2 separate regions of the Danio rerio genome follow, and region 2 is linked to region 1. Evidence: chromatin contacts called from public HiChIP or PLAC-seq data. All regions are on one chromosome and are shown on one strand. The core of a region is the stretch at or near the end of the contact, and the rest is flanking DNA. Distances in the headings are between cores, read along the strand shown. Region 1 holds the start of agrn (agrin). Region 2 holds the start of ptpn11b (protein tyrosine phosphatase non-receptor type 11b).

Region 1 (4,031 bases), core at 862-3,361:
CTAACTTTCAAATCTCTACACAGCCAGCAGCTTTATGCTGAGTCAGGAGAGTGTATTTTTACTATTATTTTTTTTTACCTTCAACGCAGTGCTCTACCTCCTCCAAGTTGCGGAGAGTAATCCTCATCAGGCTTGAGTTGAGCATCAGTTCGTTCTTGTGGTTCGGCCACATGTACTCAGGAGCCAAGTTGACAAAGAAAATGCGGGTATCTCCGGTGGCCACTTGATTGTCACAAATATGGGGGTCCCCAAACCCACCGATCATCACTTTGTTTCCTCCATCCAGCAGCACTTCTCCATTTACCATGGTCTTGCCTTTCAGGTAGCGCCATACTCTGACCTTCAGACACAGGGAAGACAACATGAGATTAAGAAAACACCATTTCACCAGATCAAGGTCACTTTCTTGCACATTCCAGAGTGGCCACCTACTGCCGGCTGCACAAGACTCTGCGACATATCTCTGCAGTACACTTATTAAATGCTTAAAATAAAAGTTCTTTGTTGACATCTATGGTTTCATACACTTTAATAACCATAGAAACTCTCTTAATGCACAAAATGGTATTTTAGCTGTGAAAAAAAGATAATAAATAAATAAATAAATGTCTACTAAAGATTTATGTGGGTAACTTAAGTTGAATTTCTATACAATATTGCAATATCTTGTGAAAACCTCTGCAAAAAACACATTTACATTACATTAAGGTAAGACATAGGATGAACATGTTTGGTTATGTTGCGGCTGTCATTAAATCCATAGAATCTGGATTTTTTTTAATATTGTCTATTTAACTGTCTGTTTAAACGGTCATGCTTTTGATACAATTTTTGCTTTTTACAAATGTAAAAAATAACATTTTTGAACTAGTGATCTCAGATTTTAGTCTAAAAAGACTTTTCTTAAATGCTTTTCAGTGTTAACCGTTCACCAAACAATGAAATAATAATGGGAATAGCCACAATTTCAGATTACTCTTCCCACTTTTTATGTCCTGGTGATTAATTGCTGCAAGACTTTGATATAAGTAACCGCATTCAGTTACTTCTAACAAAATAAGCCCATGATTACATGATAATTGAAGATAATTGAAGCCAAAGCACTAATAGAGCCTGAAAGGACATCAAGTCACTGCAAAGGCTGAGGTTCGGGTTCCTCATGTATGAAAGATCAAATTACAGGTGGATCAAAGAAGGACTGTGCAGGTTGACAGTTTTCATTAACTGAGCAGAACCAATGTCCTCAAGTAAGAAAATCTTGTTGGGAGCAGTTTAACACATAGTCATGTTATTTATCAACAGTTACATCCTAAAGAATAAAGAATATTTAGAGACATTAATGGTTCCATGAAGAACCTTTAACATCCATGCAACCTTTTTATTAAAACTCTCTTGAAAACAATATAACTTGAAGAGCTTAAAAGGTTATTTTGGGACTTTTTGTTTTTCCTCACACCTTTATTCTTATTTCAATAGTGTTTAATAGTGAAAAGAGTGGTTGCAGCTACAATATGTCCATGATTCATTATAACCTCAAAATCAGCATTTTACATAATAATCGACTTTCGGAATATGACAACTCAAATACTGCACTGGTAGCTTTTGTCTGTGTGTCTAACAGGTGATACGGACTGCAAAACTGTTGCACTGTGACAACAGGTATTAAAATACAACCTAAAGCTGTGATACGGTGGGTTACCTTTTTTATTTACTTTCACTTTGGCGCATGTGAAGAATAGCATGAATTCTTACCTTGCAGGAATAAGTGTTGTGCACCGGATCCATGTTCAAGATCTCCTCCACAGTCCCGGTTAAAACTACATTCGCTTCTTCTTCTCTCTTCTCCAGCTCCTTTTCGGAACAACCTCCATGACAACGCTGAATCAAAAGCACAAAAACCAGAGCAAATGACCAAACGGGCCAATAAACCGCTTTTCTGTCCGCAGAGCCCATGGCCAAACCGAACGGATGAAAAGGAAAGTTGGGAACTCGCAATACAAACGCCGGAGGACTTCTGCAGTTAGTTGAGTGAAAATAGTAATCCTAGCGCGCGCTGCTCTCGATGTTCCTCAAAGTTGTGTGCGGTCTGCGCTCATATCTGTGCTGAGAGTGAACCGCGAGCATCAGCCGGCGGACGGAGAAGAATAGAGTGAGGAGTGAGGAATGCCTCTGCTCTCCCCCCCTTCGCGCGCGCACACTCGCTGTCCTTTCAGAGTGACGCTCCTTTCACAGGGTATTTGCATGCAATCTGAATTGCTGATAAGAACGGCGGAGGGGGTGATTTCAGGAGCACCAGAGACAGAAGCGGGTGTGAAACGCCACCCCTTGGAGAGATTGCGCCAATTCGGACAAATGAAAAGGTGCACATGGTTGCAGATGGAAAAAAAAACTTCATACTACAGCAATGATTTAGTGATGGTTATGCAGACATTATAGCATAGTTTAAGCTGTTGCTAAGATTTGCATCGTTTATGAGTTAATTTGGGTTTATACGTTTTTAAAACTTCATTCACTTAATTTTGTATTTAATGATGAGAATTAAATACTGCATTTAGTGACATTTTAAGCACTATTTTTAGCTGGATTAACTTGTCGGATGGTCATCATAATCACACTTTTTGATGTACTAAAAATATTCCCTAAAGTTTTAGAATAAAGAAATATGAAGAAAAAAAAACATACTTATTTTAAAAATACAATTTTTACATTGTATATCAATAGGGAAAAAATGAAATAAATATAATAAAGTTTTTGATTTTATAATTTATCATTTTACATCGTCTTTGGCCATTTGAATATTAAACAATTAAAAGTAATGATGTAAAGCTTGACAATTTTTCTACCCTCTCTTGTAAAAAGTACATTTGAAAATTCATGGATAACAACAACCCTGAATTAGTTACATCAACATAAACACCTAATTATTAGCATTAAAATTTGGAGAGAAAAAGAAACATTTTCTTTCAAGAATAAGGTTCAAGATTTAGAATAAAAGTTCCTTGTAAAATATTTTCTCTATTTAACAATTTAATTTTATGTCAGATTTCGCTTGGTCCTAAAGCCTTTGATAGGTTATTTGATAGGATGTCTCAACAGTCAAAATAACACAAATGAGCTCATGTTTGAAACAAATTCTGGACCATTGTCAGTTGGGGGTTGGTCTTTGGAACCACCTGAACCATGCCTGGCTACGGGCCTGAACTTGAATCATAATCACCAAATATGTAGATTCATATTGTTTTGGTTGTAGTTCATGTAAAGAAACCTGTAAGAAACTTGGAAAATAAAAGAAATGGGGTTTCCAGACAGTTTTTAAAACAAGATTCACAAAATACCCCAAAATGTTTAATAATAATTCTCAGCCATAAGCATAAAGCATGTAACATATTTAACATGTTAAATATAAAATTTAAACAATCAATACTGTTTAATAAGTTTAGGCCAGGTGAAGTATGTTGTTTAACTTCTAAAAAAATATATGGTTTACACTAAATGACAATGTAATATTGGTTTGCTCACATTTTGAAACTGTAATACAAAATGTATAGACTTTAATGGATTTATATGCTTTCTGTAAACTATTTCTTTTCTGGAAATTTTATTAAATGTGATATCTTGTCAGAAAGACAGTCCACATTCATCAGGTGCTCTTATCCATAATAATACATCATATTACTATATTATGATGTTATAATAAATATGTTTTCCCCTGAGGTCTCACTTTAAGTAAAATGTAAACGGGATTAAATTATGTTAGTGTTCAGGTTAAGCAGGTCTCCTTGCAAGCGCTGTAATGCGAACTGTGCAATTACAAGCAGACCCATTCAATAATAACATATTAAGCTCATGCTGTCCATTACAATTTTAAAAAATACTCATTTGTGCAATTCCACTGTAAAAATGCACAGTACAGTACAGCATCACTAAATGAATAACAGTTAAACTTGGCACAGCTACTTTTAATAGATTCACTGCAAAATCTTGGGATGGAGATGAGTAACAGTGTTAACAGTCACTAATACAAACATCAT
Region 2 (4,031 bases), core at 397-2,896, 430 kb before region 1:
ACACACTAAAAGTTGAACCTTGGCTAAATTTAAAACCAAGATGTTTAGCAACATGCAACCAGTTACAAAATTCCTCAAGGCTTACCTGGCTAAATATTCATTTGTTGAAATTTACAAGTCCTCTGTTTTATCTCCATGTTTAGATTTGACCTTTTAGAATTAAATAGGCCCATTAAGAATCATTTGGCCAACTTTTGGAAACAAATCAGATCACTGCACTTGACTCACGGTGCTTTAAATGAACAGCTTCACTTGTTCTAAGTCTGTTCTAAGCCACAAAATAAGATATTTTGAAGAAAACTATTGTTGTCCTCCATAGTAGAAAAAACAAATAACATAGAGTACAACATCAATGGTTACAATTGCTTGCTTCAAAATATCTTCAACAGAATAAAGAAACTAAAGATTTGGACCACGTGAGTGTGAGGAAATTGTAGGCCTACATTTTCATTTGCTGGTGAACTATCACTTTAAGATTGGTGTAAAGTTGGTTTTATATACACACATTCAGACTTTCTCCTAAATAATATAATTTTAGAGAGGAATTATTTGCAAATTCTAATTATGAAATCATATTAGCAGCCAATGTCTATCAAGGTATAGCTAATGTTGTTTTGAAGTCAAATTTACATGTGATTTTAGACCAAATATTCAAAGTGAAAATATAAGGACCATGTCACAAGTTGTCACAGAAGAATGTGCAAACTTCAGTTAAGTTAGACACACACTAAAGTTTAAAGCCTGGCTAAATTTAAAACCGAGAGGTTTAGCAACATGCAACCAGTTACAAAATTCCTCAAGGCTTACCTGGCTAAATATTCATACTCTCCCTGTTTGAAATACGTTGTTTAACGTAAAGAGACGTTTTGTGTTTGAGATGAGCAGCTTTACATGGAGACTCTTATTTTTGAAATAGGTCATTGCTGTCCAATCAAATGTAGCTATTGTGTATGAAATGGTCCCAACCCAGAAACACATTGCTACAAATTAGAAATTTTACAAGATCACCCACTGTAAATATTTTAAATTAGAAAAAATATTCATAATTCTGTCTAAAGATATTTTAAGCGATGCTTATAACTTTCAACAAGGCTATTTTTATTAATATCATTATTTTCCTCAAATCTATTTCATCTAGCTTTAAAGTGTTTTAAAACTGTTATTTCAGCACACGATGTACAGTTACATTAGGATGTCGTTACCATAAGTCTCCGAATAAACTGGCACAGTAAACTAATTAAGCACAGTTTAAACTGCATGCAAGACACACTGTTACAGTGACTTTGCGCTGCTGATATTCATATTCGATATCCGGTAGCGAAAGCGTTTGTAAACAACCGAAATAAACGGAAAGATAGACTACACGATATTTATAAACACTGCACAAAAGCGAACACACATACTGTAACGTTACATATATTGGGCCAGATCGAGAGGATCAGAAACCGAGTCCTACAGACTGAGCTGCGTGTCGTGCTCGATTCATTCATACAGTTACAGTCACCATCACTACCCGCTCCTGCACTTATTAATGTAGCCTTCGGCTTACCTTCGAGACGTCATGGCCGTCCTGAGAGCTGTCAGATGTGTGTGTGCGTGCGTGTGTGTGCGTGCGTGTTTGTGTGTGTGTGAGCACCGCTAGGACTGGAGGGGAAAGTGTAATAAAACGGTCCTCCTTCGCCGAGTCACTGCAGCGGAGCGGAGCGCGATCGAGGGGCGTCACACACAGACTCACAGCGCCGGACTCGCGCTCTCTCCCTCCGCCTCCCGCTCTCCGATTCACACTGCTGACAGCACACTGGAAAAACTTCATCCAGACATCTCCAAAAAGTCAGGTATTATAAAGCTCGTGCTCGTTCTTGGGACATTGTGACAGGATTAGTTGGAGAATGAAGCCAGCAGGCAGCCACCAGTTGACACCGTGATTCCTTTTACTGGCTCTACTCCTCAGAATGGGATGATGGGATTTGCAATCCAGTTTGTTTATAATTACAAATGAGCTGCAGGCCTAAAGTCATATCATACACCTAAATACTATGTGTATTTAAATCATATAGGCTATAAGAGATTATTCTGCAAACAAACAAACAAACAAACAAACAAACAAAAAACAATACTGCTAAATGGACACATTTTAATTAGATTAAAGAAGCTATAATGTTTCTCCAGTGGTTCTTTGGAGTAGTAAAACTTCTGTGTATGACTAAAAGTGTTTGTTTTCTGGCTTGTAATCATAAAGGAACCACCTAATGTTATTTATTGTTTTACAATACATTAACCACCCCAAAAAACCAATAGAAAACCATTACAGTTCTTTATAGTTTATCACCTAAATTGGGTCTCCTACTGTATGATTACAAGGCAAAGAACCACTGTAGAGCCTTTTTTTAAAGCATTATACTTGTAATAATATAGAGTTTGTATTAATTATATAGAATGATAATCCAGGAAAGAAATGCATAATATTGATGAATCTTTTAAATATATATTTTGTACTTTATTTATTTATTTATATTATTGCCTTATATATGCATTTTTAGTATTAATAAAACCCTATCAAGGACCAATATCTGCCAAGAAGACAAATAATGAAAACATAAAATATTCCAAACTGTTTTTATTTGATATTATATAATTGTTTAGGATCGATTGTCACTTTACTGTCTGACTTTTTAAAACTACGAGAACATTTTCACCAATTTCTTTGGTTAAATTGTGTTCCTGACAGCCCTCTAAGCAAATTTAGATTTAAAAAAAAAAAGTTTAATGCTAATCTTTGGACAAACAGTTGCAATGCCAGTTAAACGGTTAAATTTCCAAAGTGCACCTCAGAGAGGGTTGTGATGAAGTGATGTACATTCTATATATTCACTTCTGTCACTCCAGTCATCATCACACTCTTATTTTAGCAGTTCTTTCCATGTACAGTAGTTATCACCTCTATTTCATTTCCAGAGATGTTTATTAATAATCTATTAATAAAGCTGCAATGCTCTTATTTTAAGTAGGGGAGAAAAGCCCAGTGTGTTTTTTCAGCAGTTTCCATTTGGGTCTCACCCAGTTTTGCGTCGGGGTGATTTGAAGGTGGCATCAGTGTCAGGCTAGCATGACGTCACCCGCCTGCGGGAGATTAATCTGCTGGCCGACACGGTTATGCAATTTGCTGAAACGCAAGGCTTTATCTATGGATTTCTCCTTCTGAACAGAGTCTGAGCAGGTGTTTTCTGTGCGCTGTATAAGAGCCAATGCAAACAATGTGTATGTGTAACTTTATACTTTAGGACACAGTGTGTCTGTTTTTCTATAATTCACCCAAATAAAGGCCTATTGGGAAACATCACTGCACTAAAATATTCATGGATATATGATATATATATAAATATATATATATATAGTCAAGATTATGATAAAATAATATATTAAAATACATCTATTATAATTTCCCAGTGTTGGGTTGCAGAAGGAAGGGCATTCGCTGCGTAAAACATTTGCTGGATAAGTTGGCGGTTCATTCTGCTGTGGTGACTTCAGATTAATAAAGGGACTAAGCTGAAAAAAAGAATAAATGAATGAATGACATCTATTATAAAAATGTGAAACCTAAAAAAAAACCCCATAAAAACAGGGCCAAGTGTACAGTATTGATTAGTTCTGCATTGAGTATTGAGGATGAACGATCTTATGTTTTTTCTCATGACTAAGTATCTTAAACATTTGACAATTTTTAAGACTGCATATACTAATTACAACTTATTGTATTTTTGGGGTTGATTTGAGACTTTTGTGATTTTTACATTTCTGTCATTAGGATTCAGTATATCTTCCCTTTTTATAATTATAACTTAGTATGACTTTCGTAGTAATACTAAACATTATGAACAACAATTTCTGTTATATAACTTTAATATACAATATATATATTCACTGAAATAAAATGAAACTGAAATCTAAAATTAACAAAAAAAATCTAACAAGTGTTCAGCCTAGTTAAATTACACAAGATAAATAAATGTATTTATATTATTTATAGA

What was found. HiChIP or PLAC-seq counts read pairs in DNA pulled down with a chosen protein or histone mark.
Region 2: an H3K4me3 HiChIP or PLAC-seq map of embryo shows a contact between it and region 1, with 6 times the contacts expected there. The contact joins the promoter of ptpn11b here to the promoter of agrn in region 1. A contact is called at or near these places in 1 of 18 Hi-C or Micro-C datasets (embryo) and 1 of 4 datasets of contacts at active chromatin or transcription factors (embryo).

Annotation. Positions count from the first base shown.
Region 1 is chr23:26,423,553-26,427,583 of GRCz12tu, reverse strand. agrn (agrin) reads right to left here and starts at 2,111. Exons shown (of 36, transcript NM_001177452.1): 1 at 1,753-2,111; 2 at 79-340. The coding sequence starts at 1,953.
Region 2 is chr23:26,856,294-26,860,324 of GRCz12tu, reverse strand. ptpn11b (protein tyrosine phosphatase non-receptor type 11b) reads right to left here and starts at 1,646. Exons shown (of 16, transcript NM_200454.1): 1 at 1,550-1,646. The coding sequence starts at 1,563.